2 separate regions of the Gossypium hirsutum genome follow, and region 1 is linked to region 2. A link is a contact called in public Hi-C data. All regions are on one chromosome and are shown on one strand. The core of a region is the stretch at or near the end of the contact, and the rest is flanking DNA. Distances in the headings are between cores, read along the strand shown.

Region 1 (5,223 bases), core at 100-2,599, 48 kb before region 2:
AAGCTAGGATTCAATGACATTAACTAGACTCTTCTAGTATCTAGCTATGTCAATCCCCTTTCCCCATTAACTATACTTCTATGCTAGGCAACTTGAGTAAAGTCATTAAGAACAAACTTATTGGGTTGACCAGAGCATTAGATATATTTATATCCTAGTCTCAAATTAACTTGTTTGTCAGTACTATTAAAGTTAATCCCAATCTATTCAGTCTAGATTGCAACCCTAACTTTCTCATCTAATACAAATCAAGGTTATCTAATTAATACAACTTGGTGATCAGACAATTAAGTTAAATAAGTACAAGACTAAATAAATAATTAACAATGATCAAAACAATTGAAGAAAAATAAATTAATTAACTAAAAAATAGGATCCATCATCGTTCCAAGAAAATAGAGTTTAGTTCATAATAAGTTGAGAAAACAACACAAAAAGATAGTCAAAACAAACTTGCATTGATAAAAAGTAAAAAGGAATAATCTAGAGAGAAAATAGTTAAAGAAATAATCTCATTTTCTTCTTGTCTTTGCAAGCTTGAAGTTTCTCTTGGTGTGAGAGTTTTTCTTTTGCCTCCAAGTGGTCTCCTTACTCTTTTCCTCCTTTTTCTTTCTTATAATTTGTCACCTCTATTTTTATGGTTTTTATCGTCCTACTCCACCGAACATAGAATTTGCGATGGACCAAACTGCTTGCTGTCAAAATTTTGGAATTGCAGAACATGCTCCATCACATGAATTAAACCCAATGGAGTGAAAGACATTTCTTAACCACTTTTTACTCTATGCTCTAAATATTTCATTCTTAATTCGACACTTACAATGGAGAAAAAAATAGCAAGTAAACTTGAATTAACTCTAAAAATAATAAAAATTGAACAAAATTATAATGAAATAGAATTAATCTGAAAAACTATAATATGTAATAAAGACTAACCTAAATGTTAAAATTAACTTTTAAAATACAATAAAAACTATACTAAAATAAGTTTAAATATGAGAATTATCAAATAAATAGAATAGTCTTTTATTGTTTCATTTACTTAAATTATAAGATAATTAGCTAGTGAATCGAGTCAATTAACTAAAGCCACCTGAACACATTCTTAGGGGTTTGGTCTTCAAAATACTTTCTAAAAGATTTATTTTCGTTGTAATTAATAGTTGACAATAATGCTGCAAACTTGCAATTATCGGTGAGTAAAGGAAACTATTTTGAGGTTTTGTTGAATATTTATTTTTTAAATGAATTTTTATATGTTATTCGCCATCATCATAGTTAAATAACAATAAAGTCGGTCCACTAAGGATAAATAGCCCATATGCGCAATGGGCTGGCCACTGAGGCCTTGAGGGACTGCCTCTCACAACGATGACCTATGATCTCTCCTGCACAAGAATACCAATGCTATCTTAAGCATTCTCCTCCATCATATTCGGGAGTTTCTAGAGTCTCTCCATTCATAATGGTCAAAGAAGCACAAAATGTACAAAGAATCTAATAAACCTGAAAATGCGGGAGAGCCAATTAACAAGATGTTAGATTTGGGCGCCAGCTCGATCAACATAGGGCAGAGAGAAAAGGTCTATAAAAGAACGTGAGATTCATAGAGTTGAATATGTGAACCCCTCTACCTTATTTCATGCTTTCCAATTTCAAGCATCAAAGGGTGCTCCAGTGATCAAACTCCGATACTCTTTTGACTTTTTTTCTATTCTATTGTTAACTTATTCAATCTATTTATAAGTGAGTAACCCAACTTACTACAAACGATATCAATAAATATATCCTTAAGAAAATATCTTAACTAAATTGCATTATTTGACATCTTCCTTTAAAGCATATGCTTTTTGTTTGGAAAAAGGAGAAAAAATAATCATATTTCAATTCTTAAAAAGTTGATCCAATTAAGTTACATAATAAAATGCAAAAGCAATAACTAGGACACAAATATTCTAAAAGGACAAAAGACAAAAATATTGCAGACAGAAAGAAAGAATGAATTCAAATATAACAACAATAATTTGGGGTCTGTTTGATTGGCAGTAAAATGTTTTCCGGAAAATGATTTCTGGAAAATATTTTGCTTTTTTGTAAAATGATTTACTGGAAAATATTTTCTGGTGTTTGATTGAATCTGTGTAAAATGTTTTCTGCTGTTTGACAGATTCCTTGAAAATATTTTCCGGAAAAGTTTTTTTTACATATATTAATATATATTAATAAATTTTTATATTTTAAATTGTTTTTACATATATTGCAATGATTTATTTATAATAATACTCAATTATTAAGCTACAATATTAATCGTTATAAATTGAAAAAAACTAATATCAAATAAATTATTTGTAATTGTGTTAAAAAAACAAGTATTGAATAATTATAAATTGCTTCGGAACCACAATGAGTACTATAAATAATATTATCCAAATACATAATTAGTAGTACACCACATAGTAACAACATTATCCAAGTGCATAATATTACACCACATAAAAGTATCAATATCTTCAACCCTGAGAAAATTTTTGAAGCCAAAATTTTCTATGCTTCTTACTTTTAACTAAAAAAGCTTTGGCCTCGGATTCATGACTCACTAGATAATCAAACACAGAACACAAGAAGCCATCATCAAATCCTTCTTCCTCCATCGACATCACTTGTTCGTAAAGCTGTGATGTCTTATCGGCAGTAAATTGTTCCAAAGCATTAGCAATTTTGCCAAGTTGTTCACCCACAAATTTAATTTGTTCATCAACGAGACTTTCTTGACGACTTTTTCTTTTACGTTTGGATGTGCCAGATGAAGATACATTTGTTCTTACCTTTTCAGTGTCTTCATTGTCATAGTCTACAGGCATTGAATCTTCATTACCATCACCTAAATCTATGTCGGCAAATGTTCTGGCAAAACTCCCTGTTGCCATATCTTTGCCAACAACCAAAGCCATTTCATCATAATGATCAATGCTTTTATTCAAAAATGGTTCATACTTCTTGTGTGCTTGTTGGATATTATACACAATTAGAATAACAAGTAAAAAACAATTGAAATATACTTAACATATATATACATATATTACCATCACTGCTGCATCATATGTCGCTCTATCACATGTGATCATTTTCAGGTTATCATCCCATCCAAAACCACTTTCACCTCGAATTTTGCATATAATCTGCCACTGGTTTTTTACCGTCCTCAAATGATTTTCCACATGCTTCATATCGAATTGGACTTGGAATCTTTCAGAAATGGCGTCGACAACTCGATTAATAGAAACTACTTTGAAAGTATTAGAAGGCTTATTTCCTTTTCGAGCCTCCTCTGCTAGAATTTCAAGGAAAACATGTTCCATCGGTTTTGTCCACCTGAATTGCTTGGAGGTCCCTTCTTTGTTGCCCTTACCCATTCTACATTAAATAATTGTCATTGTCAATAATTTCAATATCCAACAAGCTTAAAACATAATAATAAATTTAATATCCAATAAGGTTAAAACATAATCAATATCTAACAAATTCAAGACATATATCAAAATCCAACAATCTAAAATTTCAATATCATTATCGAACCAACATTTAACATTCAACGTTCCTTTTCACCCACCATTTGTGGTGCATTTATTGAAGTGGATTATGAAGATGATCAGATTTGAAGGAATAAAGAGGATGGCTTCTCCTAGGCCACATTGTATGAGAAACCAAATTGGTACTCGTATCCTCTTTTTAAAGGAGCATCATATGTGTTCTTGGATAAAAGTTATCAAATCTGACATTCAGAAAAAAAAAAAGAAGAAAAGAAATAAGAGTTATCCTATCCAGGCCCCTGCAATACACCAAATGCATCATTCATGCAGCATCTAAGGTTTTTTATTTCCTTTTCTTTGTTGGCCACTTGTGTACTAAAGCTAAGTTTATTCTAAATGCAATATAGATACTTTTTAAGTATTCCCAAATCCTCCAAATCAGCTCTAAGATCAGGATAACTTCTGCCATTGCTTGACTGTTACATGGTGAGCAGCTTTGGAAAAAGGTTGAGGTCCTTTCTAATGTCAGCCAAGGTTACTATTAACGCTGAAGCATATGGTTTGAATTAAACAAGTTGTTCCAGGCCTACATGACGATTGATCATGAGTTTTCTTCATTCCTAACCCCTCAACCCATAACCTTATTAACATGCCTCACAACACAATTATACTCAATTAAGACTTTTGGTCCCTTCATCCAAAGGAAGAATATTTAGGTTATTATGATTTTTGTCCCTCAAATATACTCATATTTGAGTTTTAATGTACTTTAATTTGACATAATTTATTTTTTCCTACCTTTATACTGTCATTAATTAATCCAAATAGGTAATACAGTTAACAACACCTTTTCCAACAACAACAAAAAAATCCATAGCAGCATAAAGTGTTAGCTATTTGGTAACTAATACCATAATCAAACTAGGAAGACTGAAATTTACATAGATGCTAAGCTTTCTGATAGCCCACAATACAATAATACATTTATTCAGGATGCAATAATGAATCAAATAAATCACTGATAAATCAAACATTTAGCAATGAAGCTAAACCAGCTAAACAGACAAGTGATGTTAAGCATGTAAAAATGGTCAGACCAATAAACCTGTAAATTGAATGGATCAGATTTGTTTTAGATTAGATCAACTCGAGTTTTAAAATTTTTGGATTATTTCTGCTCCAGATCTTCATTTAAGGTTTGGGAGGCTGAGGTTTTTTTATACCAGGTCAATACAAGTTCGATCATTTTGGGTCCAAGCTGGTTTAGGGTTTCGGAGATAAATTCAAAGGTCTAGCTAACAACAACAGCAAGAATAGGACTCTCAAACTTTTGAAAATAATCTAAGCCTAGACGACTACAACTAACAAAGCAAATAATCCTGTTGTGATAACAAAGTATTCTAATAGTATGTGCATTCAGATTCTTTAGCAACAACATTCAAAGATATCTCAATCTTAAAATACAATCTCAATAATATTACTCATAGAGAACCAGTAGATCAATGCAATCAAGTTCCTAAATCATATTGAATAACTTAAAAACTATACTAAAATGCAACATTTTCCATTAATTTCTCACTTACTAAGCTGAAGCATTGTTAAAAGACTCACATTTTCAATTCATTTCCAACTTACCAAGCTTAAGCAAAACACCAAGACTTGCATTACGAAAAAAATACAATATAAAGGACAA
Region 2 (5,221 bases), core at 2,338-4,837:
ATTTTATTATTTACCGGAATGGGCCTTTTTCGGCAAATCGCGTCCACGTCAGCGCGATGTCAGGGGACGTGCCAGAAAATTACGGCCACATCAGCGCGCTTTCTTGACGTGGCAACAAATCGCGTCCTCGAGGAGGCGATTTGTTGCCACGTCAGCAAAGCGCGCTGACGTGGCCGCGACTTACCCATCTAATGAAATTTCATGTATATAGTTGCACTAAATTATTTAAATTATTTATAATACCTAAATTATCCCTATTTATTTGTTATATTACATAAAATACTCCTTTGAAAATACAAAACATTATGATAGCTAATTTAAAATTTATTCTCCACAACTAATGAAAATCATTTAAAATGCTAAAACTAGATCTGTCTGAACAAACTATAAGAAAATCCCGAGAATGCTGTGATTTCTTCGTCTTCAACGAAAGATCTCAAGAAAGATCGCGGTGAGGAAAGCTTGTGCTTAATGAGGAAGCAAATTTGGACACTCAGAATCATCTAACAATTATGCAGAACAGTAGCCGTCTTTCTTCACAACTGAAACATCATCCCGAGAGCCGACATTGACGGTTTGTCCCTTGGGCAATGTTGTTTGATCATTCCCTTGTTCGAGTGCTTTTCGACTGATCACATGATGTATTTGAGTTAGTATTTCAGTGAATGCATGCTCAACATTTGTAGATTCAAGGGCAGATGTTTCCATAAAGAAGCGCGTACACATGGGCGCGACTTATCTGTTTACTTTTTTCTCCAAAACCTTAAAAATCCTAAAAACCCTAAAACCCTAAACCCTAAAATCCAAAAACCTACAAGTCAGGAAATCGCGGCCACATCAGCGCGCTTTGCTGACGTGGCAACATATCGCGTCCACGAGGGGGCGATTTGTTGCAACGTCAGCAAAGCGCTCTGACGTGGCCGCGATTTCCTGGCACGTCCCCTGACATTGCGCTGACGTGGACGCGATTTGCCGGAAAATGGTCCATTCCGGTAAATAATAAAATACCGGGCTCATTTCGGTAAATTTATAAAAAAATTAAGCTTTTATTGGTAAATGGCCCCATTAGCTTATCCTAAACCGTCACAAAATGACGTGACATTTTATTGACACGTGGTATTATATTTTCTAAATTTCTTTTCACTTTTCTCTTTATTCCTTTCCTGTTCTTTAAAACATGAACCTCGAGGATCGGAGAACTCAGGCTTCCGTCAAAAAATTAAAGTCAAATTATGCTATTATACCCTTTACTTTGTGTAAATTATGGATTTAGTACCTTTAATTTAATTTGGTCTTTTTTAGTCTCTGTACTTTTAGAATTTGAAAATTTTAATTCTAACCAGATGATATCTATTAACTTTATTAAGTTCTGTTATTTTTAAAATTTGATGTGTCAAACATAATATCACATGTGTAATGTTATGTTTGTTTGTTGTTTTCCCATATTACTCACAAAAAAAATTAGTTAATAGATTTAACGGCTTTCATTTGTGTTAAGACTAAAATTTTAAAATTCAAAAAATATAGCCACTAAGAATAATCCAATTGATGAATTGGACTAAGTCTATAATTTTAGGCATAATATATGACTAATGGCAAAATTTAACCAAACAGATTTACTGTTACCATTAGATAAGGCCAAAACATTAAAAATTTAAAAATATAAAAACTAAAATTAATTAAATTAAAGTAAGTGTACTAAATTTATAATTTACCTAAAGTATATAAAAAATTTATCGAAATTTAGTTATATTTATTTTCAACCATCATTCCCATATTCCGAGTAAATTTGAAGAAAATGTCGTTTTTAAAAAATTAATTAGGGATTTAAGTTTAATTTTTCGATATTTAAGGAAATAAATTGATTTTGAAGAGAGAAACAGAAAATGCGTCCTATATTTTTTAATAACTTGATACATGAATTCTTTTAATGTTAGTGGTTTTGTCCTTGGGTTCAATTTTTTTCTTATTCATATTTGTTTTTATTATTATTTCATGTTGTTTTAATTTTTCTAAGTTTTCTAATTTTAATTAATAAATATATTTTTAATTAATAATTTTTTTATTGTATTATAAATTATTTAAAGTTTAATTCAAAAATTACACCTAAAGTATATTTATTTTTGTAAATAGATATATATATATATTGTGAATTTGAGTACTTGAACAATTCACCACATAACGCAGTTAATCAAAAAAACATTTCCTCAATCAGAACCTAACACGACATTGGCCAGCTGATATTTTTAATATTCAATTTTATTTTATAAAAAACTGAAGAAATACAAATTTTAGCTAATTAAAAATATTAATATTAATATTAATATTAATTAAAATAATATTAAAAATAAAAAAAAAATATTTCCCTCCCCTATCCCCACTCCGTCCTCCCTGCTCCCCCAACTCGCCTCATTCTCATCAGTATACTTCCCCATCTCTATTAAATCACCACCAAATTCCGACCTCTGCAACTCCACAAGTTTCTCTATCAACCCTCCATTAGGCATAGCATCAACAGTTCCTTTACGCCCAAGGTAACCAATTTCAAGAATGAAATCAAATACCACAACTTTCATACCCAAATTTTTGGATTGTAATAAAGTTAACATCTTGGGAGTTTCTTCTTTACAGAGTATTTCATCAGCAAAGGGAGATTTAATAAATGTAATGAACTCGCATAAAACTTTTAAGCTATGGGCTGATTTAATCTCCAGAAGAGCTTCAATTATTCACTTGACCTTCTAAGACATCTTTATTGACTCGAATCAAAGCGGTTACACCAAACGCAGCCTTTTCCCTGATATGTTTTGAACAATTCGGGTCGCAAAGCATCGTTTGCAAAACCAAAAAGCTTTCGATTTCAGGAAAGCGGTGGTGGGAGGAGGGGGAATTTTATATTACTTTTTTAATTTCTTCCAAATTTGTATAAAATAAAATAGAATACTAAAAATAACAGCCGGGTGGTGACGTGTCAAGTTTTGGCGGCGTTAGGTGATAGGGTGAAAATTTTATTGGTGCAAGATATTAACAATGGTGCTAGTCCAGCTGGCTCCGTGATTCACGGGTTTGTTTATATTATGAATTTATGATAGCTGGTTCATTTATTTAAAGAAAAATGGTATATTTTTATTTTAAGTATCCACTCAATGTACTAAATTTTACAGTCGACCCCTTTGACTCAAGTATGAAAATTAGTTAAATGTAAGCAACCTAGTTAAACTTTTTAAATAGCGAAAATTTTGAGAATAATTAAATTAAGCTACATTTTAGAACCCCATAAACTAGTAATTGTTAATATTTAACTTTAGAATTAAATATTGAAATGCTTATTTGCTCCCAGACCTATAGTATAAGTGTCCTTTAGATGATTAAATTAAACCAATTTTCAACCTAGTAATAAACATCATCGATTTAAGTGATTAAAAGTGAGAGACCAATATTTGATTGGAAAATTATGATAAAATCTAGATTTGGTATATGTGAAGAAACCGGCGGCCAAATTCAACAACCAGCGCAGGAAGGGCCGCTGTCCTTTCCTCCTCTAAAAGCGGCTATACACCACACCAACTCCACCATCATAAGTAAAAGCCACGAAATGCTATATTTATTTATAATATTAATGAGCAAGAAACCATCACCAAAGCTTCCATAAATTAAAAGCTTTGACATATGTTTGATGAACACTAGTGCTAGTGGGGACTCTTTTGGTGACCAAAGAACAAAACCCAATACAACAACAATAATAAGGAGCTTATGTGAAGACAACGAAAAACATAAAAGCAACCCCCAAAGTGAGAAAAACAGTACCCTTTCTCTTATTTCCGTTGTTTCAATCCAAGTTTTTCAAAACACCCTTTAATGGCTCCTCCTCTATTATTTGTATTCATCACCGTCACCAAGTAAGTGATTTCCCCTTTTGACTCTCTTTGTAATCCGTAACCAATGCTGCTTCGAAATTCCATTTCCAATACCAAAAGGTTCTTTCAGAAAACCTTACGAAGTTTCAAGTCTCTCTTCTCTGGTGCTGATGCTGAACCTTACCAAAGGCTACCCAAAGCCTCTCCGTACAATCCCTATTCATTCACCTCTGCAGGCGTTGCCGTGAATCCCAACGACAATGGCAACCCAAAGGAGGGAAATGACAACAGGAAAAAGATAAATTTTTCAACTCATAATATAGAAGCGCAAAGACAAGGAAACATTAAGGGAAATGTGAAGCAGTCTACAACACAAAGAAGAGATGATCATCAGGACATTAAGCAGCGTAAAACGAGGAGAGCCAAGGTGGGGAACAGACGAGAGGATTGTAATTCAGGCGAGAGAAGAAGAGAAGAAAGGAATTTATCAGTGCCACAAAAGCTGAAAGAGCTAGAGATGATGGATATGAGCAATGTGGAACATGTTCTTGACATTGAAGAGGTTCTTCACTACTATTCTCGACTCACTTGTCCTACCTATCTTGATATTGTCGACAAGTTTTTCATGGAAATGTATGCAGAAATTTTGGGACCCCCAGATTCTCCAAGAAGAGTCAACTCAAGGCCAAAATACCGATCAGTGAGATCGTGATTCATCCCTTCTCTCCCATGTTTTGCGTGAGAGGATTTTTGGACAGGTCCAGACTTGAAGTTGTCATAATTATTTCTGTAAATCTCTGCGTTTTTACTCTTTTTTTTTTCTGATACAACCCTTCTCTCCCACTTTTTCTTTAATTTCCCTGATTGATGCCACTTAAGACATGGTTGTGAGACAGGATACGAAATTTAACTTTGAGAAATGATTACACTCTCTGCATTTCTATTCTTATTCATCTGCTATGGTGTAATTTTTTTTTTCTCAAATAAACATAATTTCATTCATCATATATTAATGGTATCCAACATAACTGCGATATCATCCTGCTCAAATAACATTTAATTTAGTCAATGAGTGTGCTACTTGTTTTGCTTGTCTTTGAAAAGGTGTGATCTCATCTTCGAACCCGTGTAGTCTTTGCCTTGCATCATTTATATGTGGTCCAATGACTAATAAATCTGTTTTCGCTGAACAAGACCACTTAATGTCCTGCAGTGAATCACCTTGTAACCATATACATTGATGTACCATTTGGTGAGTAAAGTCTATGGCCCTTAGTGCTACCATTGCTTTTGTCATGCACGGATTCGGATTCACCTCTTTGGAAGGAGCAGTGCTCCCAGTATAAAACCATCCAGGTCACCGG

The links. A called contact is a pair of places that touch in the nucleus more often than the background predicts.
Region 1: a Hi-C map of leaf shows a contact between it and region 2, with 4 times the contacts expected there. The contact joins the enhancer-like site here to the promoter of LOC121218515 in region 2. A contact is called at or near these places in 7 of 34 Hi-C or Micro-C datasets (leaf, petal and seedling).

What each region holds. Positions count from the first base shown.
Region 1 is chrD06:10,756,582-10,761,804 of Gossypium_hirsutum_v2.1, reverse strand. No RefSeq gene overlaps it. Among protein-coding and RNA genes, the nearest start is that of LOC107901233, 33 kb to the left of the region's middle. Within about 2 kb of position 1,349, at least 1 of the 9 cell types and tissues checked has an H3K27ac peak or open chromatin away from gene starts, as enhancers often do. A contact at or near this core is called in leaf, where this site is marked.
Region 2 is chrD06:10,710,340-10,715,560 of Gossypium_hirsutum_v2.1, reverse strand. LOC121218515 reads left to right here and starts at 3,587. Exons shown (of 1, transcript XM_041095793.1): 1 at 3,587-5,221. The coding sequence starts at 3,943. The coding sequence ends at 4,569.